3 separate regions of the Hordeum vulgare genome follow, and all the other regions are linked to region 1. Evidence: chromatin contacts called from public Hi-C data. All regions are on one chromosome and are shown on one strand. The core of a region is the stretch at or near the end of the contact, and the rest is flanking DNA. Distances in the headings are between cores, read along the strand shown. Region 1 holds the start of LOC123407791 (transcription factor bHLH144-like). Region 2 holds the start of LOC123409951. Region 3 holds the start of LOC123407389 (acyl-coenzyme A oxidase 3, peroxisomal-like).

What was found. Hi-C and Micro-C count contacts between places; a contact is called where the count stands out from the background.
Region 2: a Hi-C map of seedling shows a contact between it and region 1, with 2.4 times the contacts expected there. The contact joins the promoter of LOC123409951 here to the promoter of LOC123407791 in region 1.
Region 3: a contact with region 1 is called in a Hi-C map of leaf, with 5 times the contacts expected there. The contact joins the promoter of LOC123407389 here to the promoter of LOC123407791 in region 1. A contact is called at or near these places in 2 of 6 Hi-C or Micro-C datasets (leaf and seedling) and 1 of 1 datasets of contacts at active chromatin or transcription factors (embryo).

What each region holds. Positions count from the first base shown.
Region 1 is chr7H:484,599,479-484,604,628 of MorexV3_pseudomolecules_assembly, forward strand. It overlaps LOC123407791 (transcription factor bHLH144-like), which reads left to right and starts at 2,125. Exons shown (of 3, transcript XM_045101010.1): 1 at 2,125-2,388; 2 at 2,484-2,657; 3 at 3,959-5,150. The coding sequence starts at 4,251. The coding sequence ends at 5,045.
Region 2 is chr7H:485,286,787-485,291,936 of MorexV3_pseudomolecules_assembly, forward strand. It overlaps LOC123409951, which reads left to right and starts at 2,728. Exons shown (of 6, transcript XM_045102821.1): 1 at 2,728-3,052; 2 at 4,679-4,881. The coding sequence starts at 2,765.
Region 3 is chr7H:485,267,652-485,272,801 of MorexV3_pseudomolecules_assembly, forward strand. LOC123407389 (acyl-coenzyme A oxidase 3, peroxisomal-like) reads left to right here and starts at 2,373. Exons shown (of 13, transcript XM_045100514.1): 1 at 2,373-2,960. The coding sequence starts at 2,476.

The sequences.
Region 1 (5,150 bases), core at 875-3,374:
CATGTCAGAAAAGCAATATACTTTAGATTAACACCCCTTAAATAAAATGATAGTGAGAGTCCAGAAACATGTTCTGGCAATACTAGCAATAAACTCTCTTTTTTCAAACATGTTCTGACACATCGAATGATCATCCTAGTTTAGATTAAAAGAGTGAAAATAAATGTTTTTGAGAGTTGGGATATATGTACTCTAACCAGTGATGAATCTAGCATTACAATGAAGGATAGGCTCCGAATATATCAAGTTTCTAAGCTTAATTAGCGCTTGCAGTGTGATTCTTGCATGTAAAGCACCTAAATATAGTAAATTTTTAGGTGATATGGTTAGCTCAACACTACTATTTGTGGCTGAAAATTAGATCTTGGGCATGGTTGGGGTGTGCGCACATGTCCGTCGTCAAAATGCCCCCAAACTCCTCCTACAAGGACCATGCGTACTTTGGTGGTTTGTTGAGACGTTGTACTAGTGATAGCTGAGATTACTTACACGGCAGCACTTGCGGAAATCTCACTGCAAATACGTTTGGTAGTCAATGATTAGCACGTGAATCCAAGTCACTCCGAAAGTCGGCCGGACGCAGTTCATGCACGCACGCGCCCGGTGCTCGAAACAATTCACGTACAGTCGTGCCTGAAGCCGGCCCCGCTGCGTTGACAGGCTGTGCTGGCTAGTAGTACTAGAACTCTACCTACGCAGGAAATCGGAGCTCTGCGCCCGGCGTTGGAGCGAGTCGGCAAGCCAATGCCGGACGGACGACATGGCGGTCTTCGGCCCCCGTCGTGACGCGAACGCTCGATCGGGGGCCGGGCGCATCATGGCATTTGACGGCGATGATGGCCTCCACGGCGCGGCGCGCCTCCCCCGACACGAGAGCGCCTACGGCGTGGAGTGTGCGCCCTGGACGTGGTCTAGGGCGGGTCCCCGCCTTTCAGCGGGAGTAGTACGTACGTAGTAGGAGGAGAGGAGGAGAGGGCGGTCGAGCTGCGTCGCGATGCAACGAGGCAGGGCAGGGCAGGGCAGGGCAGGGCGTTTGATGGCCTATAATGGCGGTTGCATCGGGCCGTTCCCCTGCGCCGCTACACCATCACTGCCAGCGGCTGCCTCCGGTGGCGCCCATGATTCTCCGGTCGCACGGGCCTCCGCACACACCAATCAGGCGGCGCGGGCCGAGTGACGCCCCGGTGACGCCAGTGCCATATGTCGCATGGCTATCATGCTCTACCGGGCATGTGTGTCGATCACCCGTTTGCTACGCCCCATTTTTCTACTACCGAAATTCCCTACGCTACCAAGCAATGGAATTTACTTGGATTTGAACTAGCAGCAGCAGCAGTGTGTCACGACTTTTGTAATGAATGAACGGAAGCAAAACCAGAAGGAAATCGCAATTGGCAAAGCAGGGCGGGGGCGAGGCGAGTGTAATCCACTAGGAGACAGCACGTGAAGTAGTATCTCGATGAGTAATCTCGCATGTCCGGTGGTCCATCGGGGCAAGCCCCGCTGCCAGTACTCCTTGGCCATGATGGCTGTCCCCCCGGCCGCCCCGGCGCGCCGCCATGACTATCCCGCCCCGCCCCGCCCCGCCGGCGCCTACCCTACCACCACCGGGGGGACGGGACGCGGCCCTAGCCAGCATCGATCGATGGCCGCGGCGGGCACGCCGACGGCGCCCGCCCCCTCCGCCGCCCGATCCCGATCCGACGGCGCGCCACCCGTTCGTGCATGCACTCAATGGCGGGCGCGTGCGTGCGTGCGTGCATGCGGCTCGGCTTGCTTCGTGCTTGGATTGCCCTGCCACGATGCCCACCTCCATTGACCGACCGGGGCCTCTCCTCCTCTCTCTCAACCGCCGTGCGGTGGCCTTACTACTGTCACAGACTTGCGGGCCGCCCCTCTCCCCCGGGCCCGCGCGTCATGGTGCAAACGGCGTGGGCCGCGGGGCGGTCCGAGGGCTCGGGCGCGGTGGGAAGCGGCACGCGCACCCACAGCGAGCACGAACCCATCGAGTGCGCACGCCACCTCATTAATTTCGTTCCCTCTCTCCCCCCGCCCCCGCCCCCGCCCCCATTCATTCATTCGTTTCCATCACTGCTCGCCATCCTCCTCCTCCCCCTTCCTCTCTGTACTGGACGTATGTATCTACTCAAAAGGAGTGCAAGGCAAAAAAGAATCAATACAGAGAGGGAGACGGAGAGAGGCTTCAACCCACGCACGCACGCACCAATCCGAGCATCCAACGCCCCCCGCTCCCGCTTCATCGTCCCTTGTATAAAACCCCGCGCCTTCCACCCATCCACCCATCCATCCACCCGCTCTGTTCTTCCTGCTGTGCTCTCCACCATCCACCCAGATCATCCATACCATACGCACCTCGTCCACTGACTGGTAACCACGCAAGCCATCGCCATTACTACATCTCTCGCTCGCCTGCTCTGCTGCGCAGTGCCTTGACCTGATGCCGTCTCCGTTTGATGATGCAGAGTAGGATGCCGTGGGTGTTCTCCCATGTCGTCGTCCTCTGATCATCATCGCCGCCGCTCCGCCGATAGGCAGCGCTCCGGGAGGACATGCGAGCTGGGTTCAACGGGCCTGACGCGATCGTTATGACAAGTGGCGCCGTCGCGTGTTACTACAGATTGACGCAGGTCTGCCAGGTGAGGACAGAGCCTCCCGCACCGAAAAACTAGTAAGCTGCTGCTGCTACAATGTTCTTCTTTCTGCTACTACTCCTGCTACTTGTTTAGCTTCAGATTAATTCTTCCTGCTGGTTTCTTCCTAGCTTTTGAGCATCAGTAGTGGGAGCGGGAATCATGATGCATCATCTCATCTTCTAGTATAGTTGTAGATAAGCAGCAACTTTCCTCTCATTGGTGCTGTCCGTTAGTGTTTGATACGAAAGGAAAGGAAATGCCGGCCCGAATGCTGTTGCATGCAGACAGCAAAGCTTGCGATCGGGGCCCGCCCGCGTTTTGACGGAACTCGACGTCCACGGGCGTGTTGACAAAGTGGCTTGTTAGTGGTCAAAAGAAAAAGACATGGCGTTTTCAAGCACTGTCTTTTTGTTTTGCTTTTTTCTTTTGTTGGTCGACAAAAGATGGGAGCTGCAGGCTTGCAGCTACTAGTAGTACTACACCGCTGCTTTGGTTTTGTATTCTCTGCCTCACACAGGGGAGCATGTTCGTGCGCTTGTTCGCTTGCTAGCGTACTACCAGTACTCCTTGACATATATACATAGTTAAAATAAAACAGTTAGCAGTACTAGATCGTAAGGTACTACATGAAATATAAAACAGTTCGTTTGATTCATAATGCCAGTTGACACGCCAGTGAATCCTAATTTCGCATTACAGTACGCTCTGTAGTTACATTTTTCGGATTGTATGGAAAAAAGACAGCACATTCTGTAGTTCCTCTGGTTCCAGTATCGTAGTTTCGTACTGAAACAGTAGCCATAGTTCATGTAAGTTCAGATTTATCCAGTAATAACAAGTTGCAAGTATCGGCAAACAGAATTAGATACCCACATTGCTGGTACTATTAGGGCATTTCCCTTGGAGAATCGAGTGGGATGGCTGGCCTGTGCTATGTTTTAGTGTACTACAGTACGCTTTGTACAACCATGATCATTACTTGCAGCCAAGTACCCTTTGCTTTTTACGAGTGCTATATGCTAGTCGCCTACTCTGTTCTGTTCGTGCATGTATGCATTCATGTTCAGTCTCTCTCAAAGACTAGTCGCTGCCACGCTCTGCTCTCATCTTGCTCTGTTCTCACGCTGGGCAATCTCGCCACGCTTCAGAACAAGTAGATGCATCATAAGTCATGGTCATACATTGCATGCACTTCCATCATACTACTACTCATGTTTGCGCTTCCATTTCTTTTGTAACTTATGTTTGACTGTCTGATCGTGATCGTTCACTAACGTATCTTGCCACTGCCTTCCTGCTTGCAGGCCGAATACTTCCGCCAGCTGCTCAAGCCCGTGACGTAGATTCCACCACAGAATCCACCACATCGACCAGACACTCCATCCAAAATAGCCTTAAACTAACCGAATCAATTTTGAATTGAACCTGAGAAAGTCCAGCTCCAGCTAACCCGAACCACCATTGAATTCTTCTTGTTCGTTTTCCTTCCCTTCGAAAGCAACACCTGTCATTTCCCTTGAATTCTCCACCAAACCCATCCATCCACAAAGACATCTGTAGGAGTTGATCGAGCAGCTAGCAGCAGCAAGTGAAGTGATGCAGGGAGATCCAGGCTACGGGTACGGTGGCTACGGCGCCGGCTACGGGTATGGTTACGGCGGTGGCTACGGTGCCGGCTATGACATGGCCGGGTACGGCAACGGAGCCGGAGGAGGTTACTACACCAACGACCGGTACCCCGCGGCGGCGCCGCCTGCCTATGAGGACCCGCTCGCCGGACGGAGGCAGCACGATTTCCCGGCTCCGCTCACCGGGCTCGAGTTCCAGCCGTCGGACACCTGCCCCAAGAACTACGTCATCTTTGATCAGACCTATGACCGGAGCAGGGTCATGTACCACCCGTCGCTGGCCAACAACTTCGGCTCCTCCGGGGGCTACGACCAGCAGCACTGCAACAACGGCGGCTACGACCAGAACTACGTCGGCAAGAGCACCTACTACGGCGGCGACCAGGACGGCGGCGAGTGCTCAATCCGGCAGAAGGAGGACACCGACGAGATCGACGCGCTGATGAGCTCCGGGGACGGCGACGAGGAGGACGACGTGCTGAGCACGGGTCGCACGCCTGCGTGCCGCGGAGGGGGCTCGCCGGACTCCACCTGCTCCTCCGGGTACGTGGTGAGCGTCAGCCCGACTGGCAACGTCACCGGCGCCGGCGGAGGCGGCGAGAGGAAGAAGGAACGGATGAAGAAGATGATGAAGACGCTCAAGGGGATCATCCCCGGCGGCGACCGGATGGACACGCCCGCCGTCCTGGACGAGGCCGTCAGGTACCTCAAGTCGCTCAAGGTGGAGGTGAAGAAGCTCGGGGTGCGCGGATCAAGAAGCTAGGGAGGGATAGCGACCTCACATGGCAATGCAGGTCGAGTCAATGATGGAGGCAGATAAGACGGGGAAGTTGGTGCTCGCTCCTTTTTGCGCTGCCATGATGCCATC
Region 2 (5,150 bases), core at 1,478-3,977, 690 kb after region 1:
TACAAGGTAATCGCTAAGGTTCTTGCTAATAGATTAAAAGGGCTGCTTCCAGACATTATTCTTTGACTCATAGTGCTTTTGTGCCGGGGCGACTCATTACTGGCAATGTGTTAGTTGCTTACGAAGTGTTTTCATGCAATTAAGAACCATCGACAAGGTAAGAGTGGGATGTGTGCAGTGAAGCTAAATATGCATAAAGCGTATGACCGAGTGGAGTGGGGCTTTCTTCGTGATATGATGATCAAGCTTGGTTTTGATGATGCCTGGGTGGAGATGATTATGGCATGTGTAACCAGTGTGAATAGGGTTTGGTTTAATTCGGAAGAGACAGAGATTTTTACACCCACCAGAGGCTTACGATAGGGAGACCCCCTGTCACCCTACTTGTTCTTGATTTGTTTGAAGGACTTTCTAGTCTGTTAGCGCACGAGGAGGAGGTCGGTGGTATCCAATGGATTAGAGTGTGTCGCGGGGCACCATCAGTTTCACACCTGCTTTTTGCTGATGATTCTCTGATCTTGATGAGAGCGGATACGTCGAATGCCACGTCCCTCCGGAGTGCACTTGACATGTACTATGGCAGCTATGGCCAATTGGTAAGTGATGCCAAATCTAGTATCTTTTTTAGTCCCAATACTAGAGTGGAGGTAAGAGAACAATTGTGTTCCCAACTTAATATTATGGTTGAGGCAATGACGGATAAATATCTCGTTTTACCCTCACATGTGGGTGTTGATTGTAGCGATTGTTTTCAACATCTTGTTGATAGAGTTTGGGCTCTTATTGACGGGTGGAATGCTAGGATGCTATCAACTAGTGGAAAGGAAACACTGCTAAAATCAGTGACACAGTCTATACCAGTGTATGCAATGTCAATTTTCATTTTGCCTAAGAAAATTTGCAAAGGTATTTGTAATGCAATAGCGAGGTACTGGTGGGGCGGCTCCGAGGACCAAAGAAAAATGCATTGGAAAGCTTAATGGAAAATGTGTATACAAAAAAACAAGGAGGCATGGGTTTTCGCGATCTACATTGTTTTAACCAGGCTATGCTTGCTAAGCAGTGTTGGAGACTTTTGTCTGAACCTGAGTCATTATGTGCTCAGGTGCTACGAGCTAAGTATTATTCAGATGGGGATTTCTTTTGCTGCTGTACTTAAAAAAGATCTTCTTTTACGTGGCGTAGTATCATGTCTGGTCTAAAGACCCTCAAGAGGGGTGCCATTTGGAGACCAGGTAATGGGGCTTCTATAAAAAAATGGCCTGATCTTTGAATACCTTGAGCCTACGATCGGCGTGCTCTATCTCCTAGGGGTCATTGTCTACTAGAGACGGTACATGATCTAATTGACCCTACCACGGGTGAATGGGATGTACAACTTATACAAGATAATTTCTGGCCTATTGATGTTTCAAGAATTTTACAAATTCCACTTTCATCTCAAGATCAACAGGATTTCATTGCTTGGCAATTTTGTAAGTCTGGTTGCATCACAGTGAGATCAGCATATCATGCAGAGTGGAAGGCAGAATACAGAATCAGAGTTGGGATTGTAACAGGAGGAGGAAGAAGTGATTCTCATCCGGTTTGGAAAATACCTTGGGAGACGAGGCCCCTCCCAAGGTGCTTACTTTTATTTGGAGGACGCTGCACGATATTGTGCCTTGTTATTGTACTTTTGCGAACAGGCTTATAAAGACGCCGGTAACTTGCCTTTGTGTGTAAAATTGACCCAGAAGCCCTCATACACATGCTTTTCATTTGCCAAAGAGCTTCAGAGGTATGGGAAGAATTAGGTCTCAGAGATTGTGTGACAGCTGTCGCGTCGCAGTACAGGTCAGGATCACTGATTTTGGATGAGATTTTGTGCTCAAAGTTACAAGGGGGGGGGGTGCAAGTTCCTGGAGATAATGCGGTGGAGCTGATCCTTGTTGCATGTTGGTATATATGGTGGGAACGGCGACAGATTTCACATGATGAGGAGGTTGCAACCCCGACACGATCTGCCTTACAAATTAGAGGGATTGTTGCCAATTGGTGTGCCGAGAAGAAGACAGTTCCTCAGAGGGATATTTGCTGGTCTAGGCCGGCATCGGGATGTATAAAATTGAACGTGGACACGCCATACCATGTGGACAGAGGGGTGGTTCATGTGGTGCAATTCTACGGGACTTCAAATGAGGGTTTATTGCTGCAGCGGTGGAATTCAGGCAACATGCTCTTATGCTCCTACGATGGAGGCATTAACTTTGCTACTAGGTTTACGACTTGCCGAGGGGTGGGTATTCTCGATATCAATATCGAGAGCGATTCTATGGAGATTGTGCAGGCTATACAGAATCCGTTCGAGTATCGGGCGTCGGGAGCAGCGATTACCGACGATTGTCGAAAGTTGATAAGTTCTTTTCGCAGGGTGACTGTAAGTCATTGTGTGCATGAAGCTAATGGGTGTGCCCATGAGCTTGCTCGTTTTAGTTTTGAGGGACAGGAATATGGGGTGTGGCATGATAAACCTCCAGACTTCCTGATCCCATTTATTGTAAAGGACATGCTACTTACCTAATAATACTTGCCGATGTTCAAAAAAAAAAAAGATGCAACCTAACAAACAGGCCTTAGGCCTTTTCCATGCTTCTGCACCAGAAGAGCAGGCTCTAGCCCATGAGCCCAACAAACTGGCTCTCGGACGGTCGGACCCAGTCCATCCGATCCGATCCCCTATCCGCAGCAGCTTCCCGCAACTCAGCCGGGAGCATCGTTTGGAATGGCGCTCGCTAGGGTTTCGTCTTCTTCCCTCCTCCTCCTCCTCCCCTCCTCCACCACCACCTCCTCCCTGCTCCATTCCTTCCTGCGCCCCTTCTCTACCTCCTCTGTGTCGACTCGTCGCCTCTCTCACCCAAGAAGCCTCCCCATCGATGCCAGTATTTCCCAAGCTTCTCCTCTCCCTCCTACTGCGAGGGAGGAGGGGGAGGTGGCGGGAGCCCCGAGGCCCACCTCCAGGCGGCCGTGGAAGCCCACGTGCTTGTACTACACCCAGGGAAAATGCACCATGGTGATTTTTCTTCCAGTCTGCTCCCCTCATTGTGGCTTGATTACCGGTTAGTTCTGTGTGCCGAGCCGTCTCTGTGTTCACGTAGGTAGTTATAAATTGGTTACATTTGCTAGCACATAGGAACTCAACTAATGCCAGGAGAAGTAGTCTTTGATGCTTATTTTGGGGTGAGGCATTGGTGAAATCATGAGCTTGGAACTGTAAGGAGTATCTTCTCGTCGTTGATGATTATTTTGCGTTTTCCTTCAGTTACACGGCCGGCAAGGTGGTATGTGGTTTCATAAAGCAAACATTTAGATCCAGATGCACGCCTTTGTAATTCAAGAGTGGCATGTGTTAGGATGATCAAACTTTGATTTAGACAGTGTAGCTATAAAACAGACATCATATTTTTTTTTTATTACTTGGTGAAGATTTAAAACATAGTATGCACTATGCAGAACTATTGTCCGGACTAACTACAAGGAAGAACTCGTCTTTCTAAAGACTGTAGGTTTGTAGGATGCTAACAGCTTCCGATATGGTAGGCTAGGAATGGAAGTATCTCTGGTGATTTAAGTTACTGGTATAATCAAGTTCAGTGATGGGCAAAATAAAGAAAAAGAGGAATTACTTATGGACTATGGAGTATTCACGTTGCCGCTGTCCAAGTTTACACAATGAGATTGTTTTACAACATTTTGATTTACTAGTTACAGCTAAATAAAACCTCCACATGTCACTAATGTTTTTAGCAGTTGAGGCGTTTTATGAGTTTTTAATGGTAAAACATGTTCTAGATTCAAGTCTCTGTACTGTATATTTTTTTTTCGAGAAAACGCAAAGACTCTGCGTTTCTTTTCATTGAAAAGTCTCTGTACTGTATATGACAACTATGAATAGTATATAAACTTATAATGATATTAGCTTTTTATGGAATCGGCTTGTATTATCTGCTACTAGTAAATTTTGTTATGTAATATCAGAATTAGGTTAGGATTACTAAATCAAGCAGAAGCAAATAAATAAAAAATATATGATAAAAGTTGTAGAATTTACTGGGAAAATGTCTAGAAGCCATGGGTTCTAGTAGTTTATATAAACATACTTATATGAGAAGAGCTGAACAGGATATTGAATTATCCTCTTCTATATACAACGGATGAGAGACAAGAATGGAATGCTGAAATTTGGACTGCTAGAAAATCTGGATACGACTCCCTAATAGGTTAAAGAACATTGCACTCGTGAACTCTTTGTCTTCTTAGAAGTACAATAAATCTTGTGGCATCAATATTAACTGATAGTTTTGTTTTAGGATGTACAATGTGGAAATTTACTCTATTTGTTATTTAGTATTGACAGTATGTCCTGTATCTGTTTAAACAGGTACGGATTCTTTAAAGCCCAATTAATACTTTATTCAGTGCATTCCGAACTAGTCTTGATGAGTACTCCAACTTTTACGTGGCATGGTAATCAGATGAGTTTTCACATTAGTAAATTAGTAAATTTTTGGGTTAGCGAAGCCGTGTCCATTCCGTTTGAATTTCCTTAAACAGATTTGTAGCCCTTAATAAAAATACTGCATTAATACTTGACTATTTAGTGAAAGCACTATTGTAATTTAGATTTGTATTTCCACAGATGGATGATGCTTTGCATGTTGAAAAATTCAATCATAATTTGTCGATGGATCTACCAGTGAATGCTTCAGCTGCAGATAAAGTGAAGCCTCAGAAACTGGATTATTTTTTAGTTCTTGATTTGGAGGGAAAGGTTGAAATTCTTGAATTTCCGGTTGTAATGATTGATGCCCATAGCATGGAGTTCATCGATTCATTTCACAGGTACAGCTTATTTGTAAGTCATGGAATATTATAGTTATTTGGTTCAATCTATATGCTTATTTGAATGACCATCGAGCTCTTTGGACCATAGATGACTCATGAGATTGCCAGCAAGGTATTACAAAAAATAGATTTATTGGCTGAGTGCTTTTAACATGTGCCTTCACCAAGTTCTTAACATATGTAACCAATATAACCGGGTGGATACTCAATGCACTGGTATAATATAATGGGAAATTACTTGGGATAGTCTCTGTAACAATCCCCCC
Region 3 (5,150 bases), core at 1,123-3,622, 670 kb after region 1:
GTTCCATCAAACATAATTGGTTGAGACTCAAGAATATCTTTCGATGTCTCCAATGCATCAAACATTTTATCCTAATATTTCAGTTTCATAGAAATTTGGACACCAATATCATTGGATACATCGATCAGATCCCTGTTATGTTAGGTCGTAGACAAGGTTTGTGTTCCTACTAGGCGTGGTAGCCATCTCATGGGAGATTTTGAAACAGACCTCGTGGCTACATCCACCAACCATTATCTCGAAGATAATGTTGCTTGTGTTGTCCGGATGCAAACATGTTACATAATAAGCAATATCACGATATTGCAATCCTGCAAGTTAAATCATGCAACTGATGTGTTCATCTTGTCTTTACAAACTTCTATATTTTAGAAATGTGTTCATGAAATTAGTATATGATGACTTCAGAATATGCAATAATCAGTGGGAGTATCTTTCTGAATTATTCTGTTCAAAGTGTCATATCAGACTATTTTTCTCTTCAAGAGTTTATTTTACAGGTTCATACAAAGATTTTTAATAAGGTAATAACTAATATCAACACAATACCATATGCCATACTTTCTGTTCTTTCCACTGGGGTTTTTAAAAAAGTATATAAAATACATTTATTGTCCTCTTAATTCTGTGGGGTTTTCCATATTGAGTTGGAAGAGGTAATAATCATTTATGTTGCATCATTTTTTCTTATTTTTTCATTGAATTTGCAAGATTTTCAACAACATATCGAATGCCTACCTCCTCATATTTTTTTCACAGGTTTTCTATGAACAATTATGATAATCACACATACGATAAAAGCGGGGATTAAGGAAAGTGTTAAGGATAATTAACCCCAATGATTAATTAGGAAATCCCCGATTTCCCCTCACGTGCGGTTGCAACTCTAGCAATCATCCGGTCAATTCCTTTCCTGTTTCACCCCTTGCCAACCGGCGCATCCCACTAGGCGCCTCTTCGACCTTGTATATAATCTGTGAAAGATGATCAATAAGAGTAATTTTAATTGAACGATCCATTTCGTCGTCCGTCGTTCGTTTGGGTCGGTGCGGATAAAAATGATGGTCCAACGCGTCGATCCATTGCCAAAACGTATCCCTTCGCGTCCGCGTCGACCCATTTCCGATCCAAATTTGGGACTGAAATGCGTAGGTGCGGACGCGAAGCGGATGCGCGCGTGCCCCCTCGATGTCCACCCCAACCACCGCGGTCAACACAATTTATGACGGCTGTCATCCTCGGGCCCACGCGTCAGCGACCATGGTCGGCCTTGTTTAATCGGAGCGTGCGGTGGGGTTCGGCCATCTGCTTCCAGAACCCTCCCGCGTCCCCATCTCGCCACCCCTCTGTTTCCTCGTCGACGACCCAACAACCATGGACAACGGGACAACCTCGTCGTCTATGCCCGTGCGATGCTTCCAGTGGAGGTCGTCTACCTGCAGGCTAAGAGGGCGATGCACCAGGCGCACGAGCGCGCCCGTGCTACGCTTAGTTTTTTCCAGAACACCCTCGCCGTCCATCCCCGCGCGCTTCTTCCAGAGGAGGCCGCCTACCTTCAAGCTAAGATGGCGCTGCGTCTGGCGAACGAGTGTGTCCGTGGTGCGCCACCGCCGACACCAGCACTACCCGCGCCGGCATAGCCAGCCCCCGCTCCGGCACAGCCCGACCTCGCTGCCGCCGCCGAGGATGCCTAGGGTTTTTTCTTTTTTCATAATAATATAACGCGTGGACTCTCGTCGGCCTTCGTGACCGGCTTTTTTAATGTTTAATTATGCATGTTTGGTGCATTCCGGTAAAAATGGATCGAGTCAGCGTTCGACGCATGTGTCGACTCAAACATCGAAACGGACGTTCGTGTCCGTCTGGCCGACCCAAACGGACAAAAAACGAACAAAATTATCGTCCCTTTGGGTCGGTCCGTTGGAGTTACCCTAAAGACTACACAAGTTCATTCTTATTTGTTTGTCCCTCCTTCCCGCTCGATTAGTTTCAACAGTCTAAAATCTGTCTTGTGTGTAGCAGCTCTCCGTCTTTTTACCTGGGAGTTTCAAGTAAAAAATTGTAAAACAACATCGCTTTCAATTCATTTTCATCCATCATCCATGTTGCAGCTACACCAGATCCGCAATAAAATGATCAAACAGGGAAATCTTTATGGTAGTACTCGCAAGAATTGAAGTGTACGCGTACACTTATTAATTGATGGCCTAGACTAAAGGAGAGTTAGTTGATACGGAGTAATGGATAGGAGAGAGTACCAATTCCGTTGCGGCCGTACGTCAGAATTTTTTCTTTCCGTTGCGGCCGTGGGTGGCATTATTATTCTCTCTTGAAATATCCGTTGGCCTGGAGCTTGGAACATCTCGCAAGCTTCTCCCTCCTCTGTTCTAATCTGCCCCCCTCCCCTCCCCTCCCTCCCAATCCAACCCACCAATCCTCGTTGACTCGCCAACCAATTCCAGACGCGTGACGCTGATGGACGCTTCTCCCACCGCAGCTGCCCGCCGCGCGGCGGCGATCGCCCGCCACCTCGCTGGCCTCCCCCCCGGTGCCGCCGCCGCCGTGGCGGGGCTGCACTTCTCCCCGTGCCTGAGCTACGCGCCCCCGGAATCGTCCGAGGCCCCGCCGGCGTTCGCGCCGATGGAGCTCCGCGCGCTCCTCGACGGGCACCACCTGAGGGAGCGCGACTGGGCGTACGGCGCGATGGAGGAGAGCCCGCTCTTCTGCCCCCGCCGCGCCGGCGACAAGGTGTTCGTGTCGCCGGACTACAACGAGGGGAAGGAGGGGCAGAGGGAGGCCACCATGCGACGGATCGGGTACCTCGCGCGCAGGGGCGTGTTCCGTGGCTGGCTCACGGAGCCAGGGCCCGACGCCGAGCTTCGCAAGCTCGCGCTGCTCGAGTGCCTCGGCGTCTACGACCACTCCCTCGCCATCAAGGTCGGCGTCCACTTCTTCCTCTGGTACCTACTTCATTGACACTTCCCCTCGCCATCAAACTTCATGTATTCTTTCATGCAAAATATTTCAAATCAACACATTTAAGACACATTGGGATTGATTCGCAAAATACAGTATGTAGAACGAAGCCCACACAACAGGCAGAGTACATAGAACAGACGGTACGAAAAGCTTCACACAACCAGATAGAAATAGTCATACGAAAAGGTTCACACAACCAGATAGAAATAGTCAGCTTACGGGTCCATCAGCCCGAACAGAGCACGCAGGCTCGGCACACCAAAAGTCGCAATTACCCTAAGAGGCGACATGTGAAGACCTGGCGATACTGTTGATCTGACGGAGCTTAGTTAGCGTCTTGACGCCTCCCCAGCCGAGCCCGTTCCTGCAAAAACAGGATGCATTTAACGATTCAGTCAGCTGGGTGCGACGGAAACACCCCCTCGATCGTTATCTTGTTATGGAAATGCCAAAAGTGACCAAAGGAATGCCCCAACACAGCTTCACATCACACGTTTAGAAGAACCATGCACAGAAGATAAGCAAGTAAGCAAATCGGCACAAGAAGCAGGGTTCCAGCTCACCCCCATGGCCTCACTAACAGCAATCCAAGCAAATTTAGCTAAATGACAGCAAAAGAATGTGTGCTTGGCATCCTCCTATACTGAACGCACAGGAAATTGGCCCTCGGAAGGTCCATTGCGCTTGGCAACATTGACCGGGGTAGGGCAACATGACCGGGTTAGGGAGACGATTATGGAACATTTGCCATAAGATAATCTTGACTTTAAGGGGAACTCTGGCTTTCCAAAGCTCCCTGGCTACATTCAAAACAGGGCCCTTGGTAAGTTTGGCATACAACGATTTAAACGATAACTGCCCCAAGGAAGAGAGGTGCCATCACACTTTATCAGGATTGTTATTCAAGCTAATCGAACCCACCTTAGCACACGGCAAGCCCCAGCTGCCACACTCGATGGGGGGGAGCTCACGGCGAAAGGCAATGACCGGTGGTGAGGAACGCAAAGCCTCTGCCACCAAAATGTTTGGCTCAACCTCAAGCAAAAACAGGGCCTGGAACTCCATCCAAAGCTGCTGAATATCCACGCACGACCACGAGTCGAACCAAAAACGAATTGATCACCGTTGTTAACATCAAATTTAGCCCCCAAGGCAAAAGCCACTTCGATCCCATTCCAGAACGGCGAGCCGCGGGCAGCAGACTCGGAGAAGGATCCTTTGGGAACATGTTTGGCTTTAAGAAAATCCGGCCAAAGCCCCAAAGCATTTTGGTAAAGTTTTCAGATCCACTTGGAAAGGAGAGCTACGTTCATGAGTTTGGAGTTTATCACCCCTAGCCCTCCCTGGTTCTTTGGGTAGCATATTGCCGCCCATTTGACCATGTGATGTTTATGCTTGGAACCAGCTCCTTCTCAAAAGAACCTGGAACTAGGCGAGTCCAGCCTAGCATGAACCTCATCAGCTAGGAGGAAAATACCCATGGTAAACATGGGCAGCGAAGACAAGCTAGAATTGGTAAGGATCAGCCCCAGAAGACATAAATTTGCTATCACGGGCAAACCCTGCTCGCCATTTTAGCACATAAAGGTTCCCGACTCCTCTATGGAAATGTTTTTGGTGGAGACTGGGAGACCCAGGTAAGAAATGGGGAAATTGGGTAACTTGCAATTGAGAAGGTCTGCAACCCTCCTACCCTCAGCGATGTCCAACCCCATGTACACCACCTCGCACTTGTGGAAACTAATTTTCAGGCTGGAGATCAACTCGAAACAAAGCAGCAGCAAATTAACAGCGGCGGATGCTATGCTGATTCGGCTCAAAAAGCAGGATCGTGTTGTCTGCATATTGCACTTGCAACCCCCCCCCCCCCCCCCACCCCCACATGGATAAAGTGGGCCATAACCCCTTTGATGTGACCTGCTAGTTTGGCCATGTCAAACATAGTAGAAAGGGCTGCAAGACCTGGTGCACCTACCCTGCCGCGAAGCCATTACAAAGCAGCACTTCCCGCAAGAAGACCTGGTTAACCCGGTCATAGGCCTAATCAAAGTCCAGTTTAAGGAGAATCGCTCGTTGTTTTGTGAGTTTAAGCTCATGAGCAATCTCCTGGAGCACAATGGGGCCCTCCAGGATGAAACGGACCCTGACAAACGCAGAATGGCATCTATGAA